Linked DNA regions of Mus musculus: region 2 is linked to region 1. Evidence: chromatin contacts called from public ChIA-PET data. All regions are on one chromosome and are shown on one strand. The core of a region is the stretch at or near the end of the contact, and the rest is flanking DNA. Distances in the headings are between cores, read along the strand shown. Region 1 overlaps Rapgef6 (Rap guanine nucleotide exchange factor (GEF) 6). Region 2 overlaps Tnip1 (TNFAIP3 interacting protein 1).

Region 1 (4,536 bases), core at 1,002-3,501:
TTGTCTGCGGGTTCCTTTTCAAGACACTCCCGAACAAGATCTCGACCCTGCAGTGGATCTGTTCTATCAATCTCTTCTTCCTCCTCCTCTTCATCCTCAGAATCAACAGGTCCTTCTGGAAGGCGTGTTAAATCTACATCTCCTACTTCACTCTCTGTAGCCTACAGAAAGAAATTTCAACCACAACTTTGGAAACTTATCAATGCTAGATATCGTAAGAACTAGGAAGCTTCAAAAACTACCATTCACAGAAGATGAAAATGTCTTTCCAAAAGTAAAAAACATTTAGAATACTTTTAATACTATGCTCCTGATCTATACTGTAAATGAAAAGGCATGAATATTAAGAGTTACTACAGTAAATAGTGAGTTGAGCACAGGAAATCCATAATTATAAAATAAGCAATCAAAATGAGTAGTAGTGGAGATTATGACAGCTTCATCTAAGGTCTTACATGCTTTCTGCCCTCTTTCATAGTCAGTTATTCTCTTATTAATCTCCTTTCCTGAGCCCAAAGATTCAGGGAACATCACAGAAGAGAAGGCAGTAAGAGCCTGAAGATGGGGACAAGTGCTCTGAAATACTTCCTTTGTATATAACATGTTGTACTCATGAACTCATAGCAACTGTGGTTACCCACATAAGACCTATATAAGACCAAGGAAGTATAAAATATCCAGCATAATATGGCACTGTTATTTAGAAGTACTCTGGAATAAAATTAAGTCAGTATAAAAAAAACAAAACTCCATTATAGAGTTGCTCCCGAGGCCCCAGTCGTAGCTGAGGATCTATAAAGAAGGTGTAGAAAAGTCACTTTTCTATGAGGGGTAGACACTGGCAGGTTCCTTGTGCTGCAGTAGGATGTATAAATATGTGTGTATGTGACCATAAATACAAGTTTCAAAGAGTTAAAAATAGGAACAAAGCTAAAAATGAACAGGAAGAGGAGAGGCAGGGAAATGGGAAGGAGAACTCTTGAGTAAGAGAAGCAGAACCAGAAAGAGCAATGAAGCAACAGAAATACAACATACTGGGCAGAGAAAGAGTGCCAGCAACAGGATCACAGAGAAGAATGGAGAAAAAACAGGTAAGCCATAGGACACAAAACGACCTTAGAGACAGGCAGGAAAGAAAGCCGTATCTGCAATTACAGCCTCCCTGCTGTCAGAACTGCTTCCACATTTTCTCTGTGGGCCAGCATATTAATCTTCTGGCCTTTGTTAATTCACATTAGGGCTCAGATGACAACTTAGTCTTGCTTTATGCACAATTTATAGTGCCTTTGGATTCCTCTTTATTTTTAAGTAGTTAATAATCCAGAATGAATATACAATGAGCTCCTTTAAGACTAGAAAAGATGGTTTGTAACAGTCTGCTGCTATGGCCTGGACCATTATCCTCTTTTCCTTTTTGAGACAGGGTTTCATGTGGCCCAGATGGGCCTTGACCTGTAGCCAAGAAGGCCTTTAAACTTCTGATCTTCCTGCTGCCATTTAGGATTATAGGTATATGCTCCTATGCTCAGTTTATGAAGTGCTAAGGTTGAACCTAATGGTAACGGTAAGCACTCTACTAACTGGGCTACATACATCTTCCTCCCTTTTCAACAGTGCTAGGCATCAAATATAGGGCCACCCAAGGCTCCTTTAGCCAAGGCATATCCCCAGATCCTAAAACTTTTTAAAAAAGAGTTATTCATTTATTTATGAATATGAGTGGTGCTCTGTCTTCATGAACACCAGAAGAGGGAATCACATACCATTAAAAATGGCTGTGAGCTACCATGTAGGTGCTAGAAATTGGACTCAGGATTTCTGGAAGAGTAGTCAGTACTCTTAACCATTGCACTATCTCTCCAGCCCATAAAAATTATAACTATTTTCATTATATGTATATGAATGTTTTGGCTACATGTATTGTAAGTAAACTGCATGTGTGCCTGGTGTCCACAGAGGTCAGAAAAGGGCATCTAATTCCCTGCACTGGGGTTATTGATGGTTGTGAGCTGCTATATGGAGCTAGGAGCCAAAATCACAAGTGCTCTTACATGGAGCCATCTCTCCAACACCCTAAAAATTCTTAATAGAAAGAAATCTTAACTTCAAGATGATGGTGCTGGAAGGTGGAGCCTCTGAGCAGCTAAAACCTCACCAAGTTATTAGAATCCTCATGAATGGGTAGTGCCTCACGGGTAGTACTATACGAGGCCAGAGGAAGCCCATCCAACCTTTCTTCCATATGAGGAAATAGCTAGATGGTGCCATCTACAGATCAGAAAGAGATCTTTCACAGGATAGCAAATTTGTCATTACTGTAATTTGGAATTCCCAGCATCTAAAACCATGAAAAGTGAATTTCTACTGTTTGTGAGCTACCCAGTGCACGGCATTTTTTTTTGAAACAGCAGCTTGAATGGACTATGATAGTATCTCATATACAATATCCTATTCTGTAACCAACATGTACTTTAAAGCAAAAAGAAGGATTCTCATTAACTGTAAAATGAACAGATGAATAAATTTAACTATATGTGGTGGCTCACGCTTACAATCCCAACATATGAAAGACTGAATCCCTGAGTTCTAGACCAGCCCAGAGTAACACTGGTGGTTGGCATGGTTAAGAGAGTAAATATGAAGACTCAAATGGAAGAGATGGACAATGGTCGACTAAAAGGAGCAGAATAATCACAGGATTAGAATGATAATATTAAGAGATGGTAGGAGACTCACTTTTGTAGGATAGTTAGCAAACTGAGCCCGCCCTAGGCAGATCATTAAAAAGATTATGATAAATAGGTTAAGCACAGGGGTCTAGTAGGACAAGGATTAAACCTCTCTTGGTTTTCCTTTCCTGTCACATGTACTTTGTACATATAATGCGGTGAGTACAAGCTGACTCTACGATGAGTTGGCCTTCACCAAATAAACCATCAGAGAATATCTCTTTCCTGTTTGCAACTAAACATGAAGCTACAGTAAAAGGTGCCACATGTTTAATGAAAATGTTATACAAACTTATAAAAACCACATTTAAAATTGAGGTTTAAGTGTTAAGCCAGCACTTCATATTTTCAATGCTTTTCCTTTCAGCATCATCATGTCCAGGTTCCCTTTTCAGGGACCATTCAGCTTTTAAGCTCATCTTGTCTTCTTGGTCAGAGGAGAATTTTGTGCAATGAAATCTTCCACAATTCTGCAGTCCAGGATAGCCCTGTCCATTTCTCTCCTCTGCCTTACAGACCAACATTTTAGTTAGCAGAGATATTTTGCCATTTACCTTGAAACCAATACTGGTATTTACTTCAAATATTATTCACCTTGAATTTTTTTCTAGATTACTTCTAAGTACCACAGTGCTTGACTCAGCAAAAGAAACAAGATCAGTAAAAACATAAACTCCCATCTGCATAAATTTATTCTGATAATAAATACACACAAAACACCAAAAACACAGCTAAGAAAAAGCATGCTGAGGGTCCAGCAGCATGTACTCTTGCCATGAAGCAGACTCTAAGTGCTGTAGGAAACTAATGGAATACAGAACCAGATGGCAGATGGTAGTGGGAAATGAAAGGCTTGAAATTCGTAGTTTGGTAAGAGCGAAGCACTGAAATTTCATTAATAGAATACTATTTAAGCCATCACATTCTTGCAATTTGTTTCAAGTAGGAGTTTAAATTAAATGGCACTGTATGTGGGTAGTGGGTAACTTAGCCTTGGACAAGGGCATAGATGGTGTCTTTTTGTATTTGTATTTTTCCTAGGATTAATACTACAGATTAAACCCCAGGACCTTGTTCATACCAGGCAAGCACTCCACTGTCAGATCACAAATTCTCTAGCTGCCTTTTTCTTCCAGAAACGAGGCCACAGCTCGGAGCAGCTCAGCCTCTGGTCAGACCTGGTAAGGAAGCTCACTGTGCAGCTCTTCTACTTCTCCCAGCTACAAGCTGCATTTATGTGCTGCCTAGTGCCTGCCTTCAAGCTGCAGGATGAAGCTTGTCTACCCTGTTCATCAGAGAAGCTAAAAGAATCAGCGCCCCCACCCTTCCCCTTCTCTCTGGATTTCAAGTGCAGGTTCTCTCGCATCCCTCCTCACTTTCGGGAACCCAGTCATGCTCTACAGCACGGGAGTTATAGCTGATTACAGCTTTGCTCAGGATCTGAAGAAATGCCCTCCTCTTCCCTGCAGGCTCTATAATGCTTCCTATGGTCTGATATTTTTTTTTTTCTTGTCTAATGTTCTTTCATTTTAAGGCTTGATAATGCCTCCTTTATACACCATGGTCATGGGGGTGGGAATCCTTCCTCTCTCCAGATCATAGCCCTTTCTGAAGGAAAATTTTGTGCCAGCTCCTTTTTGCAAATCTACATTTTTAAGTAACATCTATCACCGAGTGACACCCCTACTGAACAGATGATATTCCTAACAGAAAATTGAAAGACCGGTGGCTAAAGAACATTTAGCAGAACAAAGCTAATTGGGGAAGGGGTGGGGGGAAGCAGCAGCTCTAATAGAGATATGGTACC
Region 2 (4,492 bases), core at 1,491-3,990, 340 kb before region 1:
TGCTGATCTAATCCATCTCTGACATTCATTCTAAGCATGACCGTTACTTTTTTTTTTTTGTTTTTTTGTTTTTTTGTTTTTTTTGTTTTTCGAGTCAGGGTTTCTCTGTATAGCCCTGACTGTCCTGGAACTCACTTTGTAGACCAGGCTGGCCTCGAATTCAGAAATCCGCCTGCCTCTGCCTCCCGAGTGCTGGGATTAAAGGCGTGCGCCATCACGCCCGGCTTACTTTTTTTTTTTTTTTAATTATGTTTGTTTATTGTTTGCAAGTAATAAGGTTGCCGACAGCTTGCCTGATTGATTCCTCCTGTGGGTTCATGGACTCGAACTCAGGTCCTCGGGCTCAGTGGCCAGCATCTTTACTGGCCATCTGGCCAGCCTTTCTCCATGAATGTTACTTTATATCTTCACCTCCCAAGTGAGGAAACCCAGGTATTGGGGATTGGTCTGGTGCTGTGTATACAAATGCTAAAATCTGAACTCCAAGATCTGGTTATTTCCCGGACTTGTGTTAACCTTGCTCTCCAATTTAAAGCTATTGGTTGAATAAAAGTGGCTACAGATAATTACTGGTTCAAATAGAGGTAGGCGCACCTTCAGGGGTCGCAGGTAAGGACCTAGACGAAAAGAGAAAGAGGAGGAAAAGAGAAAGCAGGAGGTCTCCATTAGACATGATGGACCGGGAGCACGTGTCAAGTAAAATGCCCCTGAAGGACAGACTGATAGAGCAGAAATAAGCTGAAACTCAAAACAACAAATACTTGAGTACAGCTGAGAATTAGCCTGTCTAGCTTTAGAAAAATAGATCAGGGGCTAATTCGACCAGTAATTGTGCTGGAGCTGTTCGGATCTCTTTAATCTTAAATTATTCAGTCTTAATTATTGGGGGCTGGTCGGGTCAAATTAAGAACTAATAGAGTTTTTGATAACATTTAAAGCAACACCAAGCAACTTGCAGATTGGAATCACACAACTAGTGAATTGCAAAGTCAGGATTCCAACCTGGTTGTTGGCTGCAAAGCCCCCTGTTCCATCCCCATTAAGCTTGTTTTGTAAGGGGCTTTAGTGCACACAGGTGCTGGGTAGATACAGTGAGTTTCTGGGAATAATTTAGGAGTGATTCTTTTTTCTACTTTGGGCTGTGTTTAACAGCCGTGCACCGTGGGACCGTTCTATGTTTCTGTGTGAGATCACGTGTGTGGAAGTGGGTTGTGCTGTGCCTGTATTCATCTTGTACCCGGCAGTGGGTGGGAATTTGGTGCTGTCTCTGAGGAACTGTTTTGGTAAAGGGGAGGGAGGGACTTTTGTGGATGAAGCAAAAGTCTCTGCAGCAGCCGTCCCCACCCCCTTGTTGAATGGCAGTGTGGGAACCGTGTGAATTCCCGATGCCTCATTTTGATTTCACAGTCAGTCAGAGTGGGATTTGATCAGCTCTTACTCACAGTGCCAACAATGAGGGGTGTGGTAGAGGGGAATTCACACTTGTGAGTGGACTGTCGGAGGACTCACAGAATTGTTTTTTGGTCCTTGAGGGAGGACATTGTGTTGGGAGAGTGGAATATTCACACTAGCTAAGCAGGCTCAGCGTTCCTTTGTATCTAGTAAATGGCCTGTAAAACTAACGCATAATGGTAATTCTAGTAACCTTACACTGAGAAGTTGGCTTCTGACCTTTAATGCTGGTCTTCATGTTGTGGTGACTCCTAACCATAAATTTTGTTTGTTTGTTTGGTTTTTTGAGACAGGGTTTCTCTGTGTAGCCCTGACTGTCCTGAAACTCACTTTGTAAACCAGGCTGGCCTGGAACTCAGAAATCCACCTGCCTCTGTCTCCCTTCCAAGTGCTGGGATTAAAGGTGTGCGCCACCACTGCCTGGCCTGAAAAGTTTTTTAAATGTGTAGTTTTTACATTCAGAAATTATTTACTCTTTTGCGTATTTATTTATTTATTTATTTATTTATTTTGAGAGAGAGTTTCTTAGTCCAGGCTGACCTTAACCCTGCAGCTCTCTGTGCCTACTGGCACTACAGGGGTGTTCCACCATGCCTGATGTCATTTATTCTTTCTGACCTGATAGTGTCTCATATTTTAGCTGGACCCTCTGTCCGATTTCAATTTTACATGTATTCATTTGTACTTGGAGGTGAGTGTGTGCCTGGGTATCCATACCCAAGTGGAAGTCAGAGGACAACTTTCACCAGTTGTCTTTTTCCTTCTATCATACTGGTTTCTGGACTTGAACTCAGGTTGCTGTGACAAACACCTCTACTCTCTGAGCTATCTGGCCAGTTCTAAATTGTTATTTTGTTTTATTTTGTAATAGGGTTCTTTATAGCCCAGGCTGGCCTTCAAAACTTCTGATCCTCCTGCATCAGTTTGAGTGCTGGCATTAGAGGCATGCACCACTATGCCTGGTTTATAGGGTACTGTGGGGTTGAACCCAGAGCTTCATTTATGCTAGGCAAGCCCTGTACCAAGTAAAGTACACCCCTAGTCCCAAGGGCTATGTTCTGCTGCTGGCTTAGACTGTCGTCATGACTGTGTCCTGGGAAATTAGTTAGGTATTAGTCCTCTGTGGACACATTTAATCTTTACCCTCTGGGAGCAACAGATGGGAGCATTCAGTATTTTTATATATCTGGTCATGTTGTCCCCTCCACGTGGGTGACCTGTGGGTGTGGGTGCCTGTCCCTGGATGCCCGTAGCAGCTCCCTTGGGGCCCCAGGAAGCCATGGGTCTGACTCATTCCTTCACCCCCAGTACTGTGTCTCTGGCCCGGATGTCCCGGCTGGGTCAGACGGACCTGGTTTGAGTATGGTGGTGCTCTGAAAGGTTATTTGTATGCCTCCCTCCCCTGGGTGCTGGCTCCCTTCTGTGCCCACTGTGATTTGGCAGGCCCTGCTACCTGCTTTTTCCCAGCCGTGTGTGTTCTCAGCCTGTTCTCACACTGAGCCCTTATGCCTGCCATCCCAAATGCCCTGACCAGTTTCTAGCCCTTCCCATGGCTGCTTTTTCCTTATCTGTCAAGTCTCAGCTCAAATGTCACCTCCTGAGAGGGGGCCTTCCCTGCTCTTCCTATGCAAAACACACAGCCCTCTCACTTTCTGTCATGTTACTACTTTGTTCATTCATTTATCATGATCTAAAGTAGATTTATTTGTGAGCCAAGTATGGTGATGCAGACATTTACTCCCTGCCCTCAGGAGACAGAGGAAGGCAGATCTCTCTGACTTCAAGGCCCGCCTGATCTCCAACCGTGAGTTCTAGGATGGATCGCAGGAGGAAGTGTTTCAGCTGCCTTCAGCTGGGTGGTGGTCAGGCTGTATCTGTATGCCAGAGCTTGTTTTTGCCTTCCAGGGCTCCTCCTGGCTGGGAGCTCTTTGTGACAGCATCAGGAGCCAGGGGACAGGCTAGCCACCGTGGATGTGGCTTGGGTATAAAGTCTTTCAGGAGCACCTGATTGATAACGAGGGATTTCCAGAAGTAAGTGATGGGGGCCCTGGAAAGATGGAAGGTACAGAGTAGGGCCTGGGCCTTTTAGGGGGCTGGATGGACATAGCAGATAGTGTGTAAGGTTGTGCTTAGTTGGGGAGCTGTTAACTGGGCTGGGCAAGACCCCCCAAAGATCCCAGGCATGGGAATGTCTGTCTGGACACTCAGATGGCTGGGCTGCAGCCGAGCTGGTGGGTCTCAGTGCTAACTGTGAGGCTAGAACTGTCTCCTACTCCCCTGTGACTGACAGCTCCTAGTGCAGACCAGGTAGGTTCTGCACGCAGCTCTAAGGGATGGCAGTGTCACCCCTCAGCATTGTGGGAGATCTGTCTGCATACTGGCTGAGGCTATGGCTGAGGCTGTTAGAGTCTTAGCCCCAGGCGGCAAGTAACCCCACTTCCCAGGCCTCTGGATAACTCACCTCAAACCCTTTCCTGGCCTGCGTTCTGTGCCAAGCCCTCTCTGTGTTGGTCCTTTGCTCTGTCCCAGATGTTGGGTGGAGGGTATGGCTCAGTTAGTGGAGTGCTTACCTACCATGAGTGAACTTGGGTTCTAGTCCCAGTATCACCTAAGTCAGGTGTGTTGGGGAACACCTATGATCCCAGCACTAAGAAGATGGTGATGGGAGCCAGAAGTTCATGATCACTCTTTGCTAATGTTTTGAGTTCAGGGCCAGCCCCTGTCTCAAAAATCCAAACTAGATGAATTCTTCAAATGGTAAAACCCAGCCATTGGATGCCCCCTCCCTTGTCCATTCATTGGGTGGTCTCCATTGACTCCAGCTGGGCCAGGCCTTTCTGTGCCCTCTGGTGATATCTCTGGCTTGCCCCTCTGCTCCCTGTCTATCTTGAACCCAGGAGAGGTGTCATGTCTCCAGCTATAGACAGACCTAGGCAGCCACCAGGCTGTTGGAGGAAATTATTTCTCTGTGTTCTTCCCGTGACCTCCACAGGACGATCACACCAGAGACTGGAAAGGGTGACTGCTGAGGACTGTCTGC

What was found. ChIA-PET counts read pairs in DNA pulled down with a chosen protein or histone mark.
Region 2: an RNA polymerase II ChIA-PET map of memory CD8 T cells shows a contact between it and region 1, with 138 read pairs. The contact joins two enhancer-like sites. A contact is called at or near these places in 3 of 115 datasets of contacts at active chromatin or transcription factors (bone marrow-derived macrophages, effector CD8 T cells and memory CD8 T cells) and 1 of 9 other capture datasets (liver).

What each region holds. Positions count from the first base shown.
Region 1 is chr11:54,615,511-54,620,046 of GRCm38.p6, reverse strand. Rapgef6 (Rap guanine nucleotide exchange factor (GEF) 6) reads right to left here. Exons shown (of 29, transcript NM_001252494.1): 8 at 1-161. Among named protein-coding and RNA genes, the nearest start is that of Rapgef6, 95 kb to the right of the region's middle. Within about 2 kb of position 2,251, at least 18 of the 459 cell types and tissues checked have an H3K27ac peak or open chromatin away from gene starts, as enhancers often do. A contact at or near this core is called in bone marrow-derived macrophages and memory CD8 T cells, where this site is marked.
Region 2 is chr11:54,951,114-54,955,605 of GRCm38.p6, reverse strand. The region is part of intron 2 of Tnip1 (TNFAIP3 interacting protein 1); the gene reads left to right. Among named protein-coding and RNA genes, the nearest start is that of Tnip1, 9.6 kb to the left of the region's middle. Within about 2 kb of position 2,740, at least 47 of the 459 cell types and tissues checked have an H3K27ac peak or open chromatin away from gene starts, as enhancers often do. A contact at or near this core is called in bone marrow-derived macrophages and memory CD8 T cells, where this site is marked.